Linked DNA regions of Mus musculus: region 2 is linked to region 1. Evidence: chromatin contacts called from public ChIA-PET data. All regions are on one chromosome and are shown on one strand. The core of a region is the stretch at or near the end of the contact, and the rest is flanking DNA. Distances in the headings are between cores, read along the strand shown. Region 1 has its middle 7.8 kb from the start of Fam240a. Region 2 overlaps Gm10030 (predicted gene 10030).

What was found. ChIA-PET counts read pairs in DNA pulled down with a chosen protein or histone mark.
Region 2: a contact with region 1 is called in an RNA polymerase II ChIA-PET map of memory CD8 T cells, with 26 read pairs. The contact joins two enhancer-like sites. A contact is called at or near these places in 1 of 39 promoter capture datasets (liver), 2 of 484 Hi-C or Micro-C datasets (both in embryonic stem cells), 2 of 115 datasets of contacts at active chromatin or transcription factors (CD8 T cells and memory CD8 T cells) and 3 of 9 other capture datasets (adipose tissue, liver and pancreatic islet).

The regions. Positions count from the first base shown.
Region 1 is chr9:110,907,359-110,910,868 of GRCm38.p6, reverse strand. No RefSeq gene overlaps it. Among named protein-coding and RNA genes, the nearest start is that of Fam240a, 7.8 kb to the left of the region's middle. Within about 2 kb of position 1,553, at least 33 of the 459 cell types and tissues checked have an H3K27ac peak or open chromatin away from gene starts, as enhancers often do. A contact at or near this core is called in CD8 T cells and memory CD8 T cells, where this site is marked.
Region 2 is chr9:111,001,595-111,005,104 of GRCm38.p6, reverse strand. It overlaps Gm10030 (predicted gene 10030), which reads right to left. Exons shown (of 7, transcript NR_152179.1): 3 at 216-352. Among named protein-coding and RNA genes, the nearest start is that of Rtp3, 14 kb to the right of the region's middle. Within about 2 kb of position 1,689, at least 20 of the 459 cell types and tissues checked have an H3K27ac peak or open chromatin away from gene starts, as enhancers often do. A contact at or near this core is called in CD8 T cells and memory CD8 T cells, where this site is marked.

The sequences.
Region 1 (3,510 bases), core at 304-2,803:
CTCACAACCATTTGTAACTCTAGTTCCAGGGTACCCAAGACCCTCTTCTGACATCTGTGGGCACCAGGCATGCACAGGGTACACAGACATCCAGGCGAAAGACTCATACACATGAACTTAAGTAATAATTATTTTAAACTTATGTTGTTATTTGCAAGAAATATGGATACAACCAGAGACCGTTACATTACTGGAGGGGAGGGGGGGGTAGACAGACTGAAAAAGAGAAATATATATGCTTTCTCTCACATGTAGACTTTAGTTTGCAAATAAACTCCATCTTTGTAGCTCTCTTTGTCATTTCTGTCTCTGTGTCTCTACTTTTGTCTCTCACTATATCTCTCTGTGTCTCTGTGTCTCTCCCTGTCTTTGTGTCTCTCCCTGTATTTGTCTATTCTCTCTCTCTCTCTTTCTCTCCATCTCTCTCTCTCTGTGCCTCTCCTTCTGTGTGTGTCCCTCTCTATCTCTTTCTTTCTCTGTTTCTCTGCCTCTTTCTCTGTCTCTCTCTGTCTGTCTCTGCCTCTCTCTGACTCTCTGTTTCTCTGTCTCTTTGTCTTTCTCTGTCTCTCTGTCTCTGTCTCTGTCTCTCTCTCTTTCTCTCTGTTTGTGTACCTAACACATAAATGGTTCATTTAAGCTGTAAATAGAGCCCTGGTGGGTAAATTAGCCTCCATGTCAATCCTGGCCCATCAATGTGCTATCCTCACAGGGATCTCAACAGTCCTAGCTGTTGCTGCTGGAAAACTTGATACCCTGGAGACGAGCCGTAGATGCTTCCTTCTGTTTCCTGTGTGCAAAAGTAATTGAATTAATATGCCTAGTGGACGTGATAGCCAGCTTCTGGAGACATTGAGCAATACAATTCTGGAAGGGACATGAAGGGAAGGTTGCAGCTACCTGGTCTTTGTATGGAAAGAGACAAATTGAGAAGACCAGGGACATGAGAAGCCTATCACATAGGGTTTTGAGACTGAATGTGGGCCACACAGCATCTGGAACAGCCCCTAGGGATGGGAACAGCATTCACGTGATGAGACACAAGGCCGATCTGTTAGGCAAATGAGTGGAAGGTTTGCATACAGCACAGCACTATGTTTTATGAGAGCTGCCTCCATAATACCCTCATTCAGATCAGGCTGAGTTGCTGAATGACATACCACGTGTTTCCTCTCTCTTAGCAGAGAGCCAGCTTAGCACCGAGTTAGTCAACATGAAGCAGGCTGCAGTTCGTGGCTAAACTTTAGAAGGTCCTTTTGTAAGGTCCCTTCCTGACCAGGAAGCTTTCCTAATTCTCCAAACATTTCCATAGAATGGGGGAGGTCATAGGGTGTGGGGCTTCTAGAACTTTCCCACGGTGAGTCCATGCCAGCAGTGCCCACCTGAACCCAGAGTCACATGTGCCCATGCTCCAAGTTCTTGAAAACTGGCTCCATGCAGATTCTCCAGGAGCCCACAGGCTGCCTTGAGGGCAGCTGTCAAATTGAGGCTGATTTACCAAGTGGTTGGAGTAGCTGAGCTGCAAAATGGTAGGTGTGTTGTGGGGTAACCCACAGTATCAACAGCATGGTAAGCGCTAGCAGGAAGGATGAGGGGTGAGTTGTGGGGTAAGAACTGGAGTCGTAGAGAAAGAATTGTTCTAGTAAGATGCGGTGAGGAAGCAGTGTCCAGTGGGGCTGGAAATGGAAGAGATGCACTTCCCAAGATAATCTGCAACTTTTGAAGTTACTGATCATATCGGTCATAGTGATCACCTGGAATAAGGGCAGTCAGAGCCTCTACTCAAAATAGATACATAAACTGAAGGCCAATGGAAAACAGCCTCCCTACAGTTCCTACCCCTTGCTTCTTCACTGTTCTAGTTTGGGTTTCTATTGCTGTAGAGAGACACCATCACCACTGCAACTCTTATAAAAGAAAACAGGTATTTGAGACTGGCTTACAATCTCAGAAGTCAAGTCCATTATCATCACGGCGAGAAGCACAGTGACAGACAGGCAGACATGGTACTAGGGAAGGAGCTAAGAGTTTGACATCTTGATCTGCAGACAGCGTAAGCCACTGTGAGCCACACTGGGTTTAGCATGAGCATCTGAGAAGGGTATTAAAGATCTTTGACAGAATGAAACAGCAGCTCCTGACATCTAAGGCATCTCTTTCATCCCTTGGTAGCTCTCTTATCTCCTTCCCTCCAACCCTGTCCTTAGAAGATCACAGCAGTTTTGTAGTCAGGAAGACCTTGTCCTAGAAGGCAGGCCTGGGAGCAACAGGCCAAGGATCTGGGACAGAGACAGGACTGCTGTCTTCCCACCAGTGGTCCTTGCTCCCACAGAGACCTGAACTCAGGGCTACACACATCCAGCGCTTTCTCCAGACCAGGTATCCAACCCCAACTCTGCTGCCCTGTGGCCTCGGGGGATACAGGTGCAGAGAACAACCAGATCCTAGAGATAAAGGAAATGCCCCTTGCTCCTGTGAAGATGAGATCCTTTTGTGATGACAGAGCAAGGGAAAATGTCACCACCTCAGTGAATAGATAGGACAAGATCCGTCCATCCCCATCACCAGCAACTTCCCCCAGGATCACTACAGGCTTGACTATCTCTATCTCCATACCACCTGGGAGTGTCTATCCACACCACCTGTTGTTTCAAACCTGGGAGCTGAGGGAGGCAGCTGGCCTCACACAGCCTTGTCGCTCAGTTCCCCTTTGTTCAGACTTTGTGATTTCTCTTCTCTCTGGGAGAAGCTACACCTTGCACCTATGCCTGGCTTGCTTCTGCCCTGCTTCCTTCCATCTAACCCTGGGTTGAGGGATCTCTCTCTCAGAAAACCCAGGCATTAGTGTGAGGAAAGAAATGGCAGGCCAGACTCCTCCTGTCCTCTTGAACAGCAGGGCAAAACAAATCTGAATATTATTTCTAGTCTCCTCTGCTTTGCCCACCCCTCACCTCTCCTCAGTGTCATGGAAACCAGATCTGATTTCCAGTGAAATTCCACTGGGAGATGGTTTAGAATCCTTGTCATTCCCTGCCCTCTCTCGTTGACTGTGAACTGTTGGAAGCGACCTTGTTTGAATGTTAACAGCCTTGTCAGCCATAAGTGCTTACTGGTACAGAGTCTTGGCCTCAGTGGAAAAGTACTAGCCCAGTTGAGAACAAACAGCTATAGATCTTGTGGTTAGGCACCTAGCAACCCATTCTGCTCTGTTCTTCCTCTGAACATTTTACCCAACCAACATCCTTTTCTTGAGAACAGGTGCATTCCCCAGAAACAAAGCGACCCTACTCCATCCCCCATATCCTGCTTCTATGAGTATATAACCTGCATGGGGACAATAAAAATTTGTCAGCTTGATCAGACTTCCTGACTTGCTGTCTGTTCTTTGTGTCTCTTGCCCTCCCCCCATTCTCTTCCAGGTGGTTTCCCAGTCCCCGTTGACCATCCTATAGGTCAGGACAACTGGCGCCCAACGTAGGTCCCCCGGAGGCTCACAGAGGAGAGAATGCCACT
Region 2 (3,510 bases), core at 440-2,939, 94 kb before region 1:
AGACACTTGAGGTGGACTTTTGGCCTCTACATGTACTGGACACACACATGCAGGTGTGAGTGTGTAGGATGGGTGGCCACAGACATTCTGTATCATGTCCGTGGATGGTTCTCACATCAACGCTTACCTTTCTGACAACACCCACCATGCCTGTGGGAATAGCATGTGTGACCAACTTCCCAGTTAAGTCTTAAGCCCCACCTATAGTAGCTCACCTCCTCTTCTGGGCATGGTCGCCCTTCCTTGCATGTGGACTCAGAGCCAGGCTGGGGCTCTTCTCTCTGTGGGCCACATCTGGTGATGAGCTTGCCTCTGAGAATTTCACAACCCAAGCTTATGAGTGGTTATTTACCTGGGAGGACACGGAGAAAGTGGGACAATGGACACATTTATAAACATTAAAAGGATTTGTGCACGGGTTTTAGAAGGCTTTCCATCGCTGTCCTGCAGGTCACCCTGCACTGTCTACGGCTGTCTACAGTGAACAAGAGAATAGGTGTGAACAATGAAACATTACACTGAGCTTTGACCGCCACTCTACCAAACGCCCAGAGGCAGACATGGGTAAGGAAATTGATTTGTCCATGGTGAGAAATGACGAGAGAAAGAGAGACAGAGAGAGACAGAGAGAGAGTAAGTTCAAGTCTGTCCCCCCAACTTGCTTAGGGCAGTGTTATAATTTATAGAAAAAAAAATGAAACAGAAGTCAGAATGTTCGTATCCTGGCAAGAATAAAGATATTTTTTAAATGAAGCTTTTGTACTTTTCCCTTTGGCTGTCAGACCACGGGAACAGTGAACCCCCAGAATGTAGAATGGCCCCAAGGAGCCAGGCAGTGGTGGCGTACGTCTTTAATCCCAGCACTTGGGAGGCAGAGACAAGTGGATTTCTGAGTTTGAGGCCAGCCTGGTCTACAGAGTGAGTTCCAGGACAGCCAGGGCTACACAGAGAAACCCTGTCTTGAAAAACAAAAACAAAACAACAACAACAAAAAGATTGGCCCCAAGGATCCCGTACTGGAAGAAGATAGGCTGAAACCTGGTGCCATCCAGAGAGACACTTGCCTCTCAGCAGGAGATTTTTATATAATTCTGACAGCTTTTCAACCATCTTGTGTGAGAGATCAGAACTGAGACAATATTGGTGGGACTGCTTAGCAATACATGTTTCTTGCTTTTTATCTGGATCAGGACCCTGAAGATGGATTTGAGAAATGTGATTTAGCTTTTACTCTCAACTTGATATAACGTAGAATCATCTGGGAAGAGTCTGGATGAGGGACCGTCTAGGATCCATACTTTGGATTGGCTTGTAGGCATGTCTGTGGATGGGCCGTGCCTTAATTAAGATAACTTATATAAGAGTTCCCAGTCCACTATGGAAGACATCATTCCCTAGGTAGGGAGTCCCAAACAGTAAAAGAGTACATACATTGAGCTGAGCACAAGCCAGCAAATGAACATGCATGTTTCCGTTTCTTTCTACTTCAGACTATGGACTCTCAATTTCCCCACAACAGAGGACTATGACCTGAAATTGTAAACCGATGCAAACCCTTAAACCGCTTTTCACGGGAGTATTTTGTCACAGAAACAAAAATGAAACTACAGCGGTGAGTCCCTGGCCGTCTCTGCTCCCTTGTTCTGATGTGGTCACACTAAACAAATTTCCATTTTCTGCTTTTCAGCATTCTGTGTCGATCTCATTGGCCTATTGAGGAAGAGTGATACAGACTTGATTCAAGGCTGATGGAGCCCGGGCTCTGACACAAACAACTCTAGTAAAAAGGATGTACGTGTGTGCAGATGATCTGTGAGCCCACATCATCAGAACTGAGAAATAAGTCTCCTGGCACATAGCCCAAGGCTTTTCTAGTTCCGCCAGGCTTACTAATTCTTAGGGTCTAGTTACAGACTGGGGTGGTACGCTGATGGTCTGAGCAATGGGACTCATTTTCCAATGGCCCATCTTTTGTTGACAGGCCTCACTGTGCAGCCGTACCTACCCCGACAATGCTCACAGCTGTCCCTGCTGCAGTACCTGATGCTCATTTCCCCCCACACCAACCTTCAGGGCCATCTTAGTTCAGCACCATCCTGGAGATGGATAAAAGGCACTTCATGACCCTCTCTTCCTGCAACCCGCTAACATGCTAGGGCTACATCTCTGCAAGGAGCATGCTTATGGAATGTTGTGGTTTTTTTTTAAGATTTATTTATTTATTCTATGTAAGTACACTGTAGCTGTCTTCAGACACACCAGAAGAGGGCGTCAGATCTCATTACAGATGGTTGTGAGCCACCATGTGGTTGCTGTGATTTGAACTCAGGACCTCCAGAAAAGCAGTCAGTGCTCTTAACCACTGAGCCATCTCTCTAGCCCGCTTATGGAATGTTTTATTAATTAACTGCCACCCTGTTGCCCAACTGCTGACTGTGAGTCAGGATACTAAGTACAACTGAGGTGTTTTAAAACTTCACCGATGGCACACTGAATAGATAGCTCAGTTGCTTTGATGAAAAGCTGAGCATATGGAACATGTTTGTACTCTCAGCTCTAAAGAGACAAGGACAGACAGATCCCTAGGACTTGCTAGCCTAATCAAGCAAGTTGCAGGTTCTAGTGGGGGTGGGGGGGACACGGTGGACAGCTCCTGAGGAACAACATCCAAGGTTGACTTCTGGTTCTCACACACACAAGGCGCGCTGGTGCACATATACACACATGAGCACGCATCAGAAATAAGATAAAACTCACCACTGGGGCTACAGATGTGGCCTCACGGGTACAGTTCTTGCCTAGCATGTCCAAGGCCCTGGCTTTGATTCCCCGGTACCACACAAACTGGGTGTGTGCACATGCCTGGAATCTCAGCACTCAGGAGGTAGAGGCAGGAGGATCATAAGTTCAAGGTTATCCTTAGCTATGCAGTGAGTTTGAGGCCACTCAAGCTGTATGAAACCGAGCTCAAAACCAAACAATAATAAAGCATACATCCCTACGTCATCAGAGGATTAGTAGGTTATCTGACCAGTTCTGGATCTTGAGATGCTGACAGATCTGTGGCTTAAATTCCCAAAGCCTGAGGGGTGGCATGACCCACTATTCTGGCCAGGGTGCCTTTGGTGGCTGCATATTTCTGCTCAGAAAAGCCTGCAGACCTTGACAGCCCAGAGCAAATATAAACCTGCTGTGGCCGTCCCTGCCTCATCCGCTCTGCTCGTATCTAAAGGTCATCGTACTGAGGAACTTGCCGAACTGCCGTTGGTGGTTGAAGATGAAGGTCACAGAAGACCAAAGGCATCGTGCTGCTGCTTAAGATGACATCAAGAAGGCTCTGCCTCTCACTGAATGAGAGCTGTCGAGGACAAAATGAGAACCTGCCATCCTGTCTGGGCCCTGCACCATCTGTAACAAAGACAGTGCTACCACCGAGGCGTTCCCTGGTAATTCTCTGCTTTGTGTAAGCAAGCCGAGCATTCGAAACTCGCTCCTGGGGTGCATGACCCA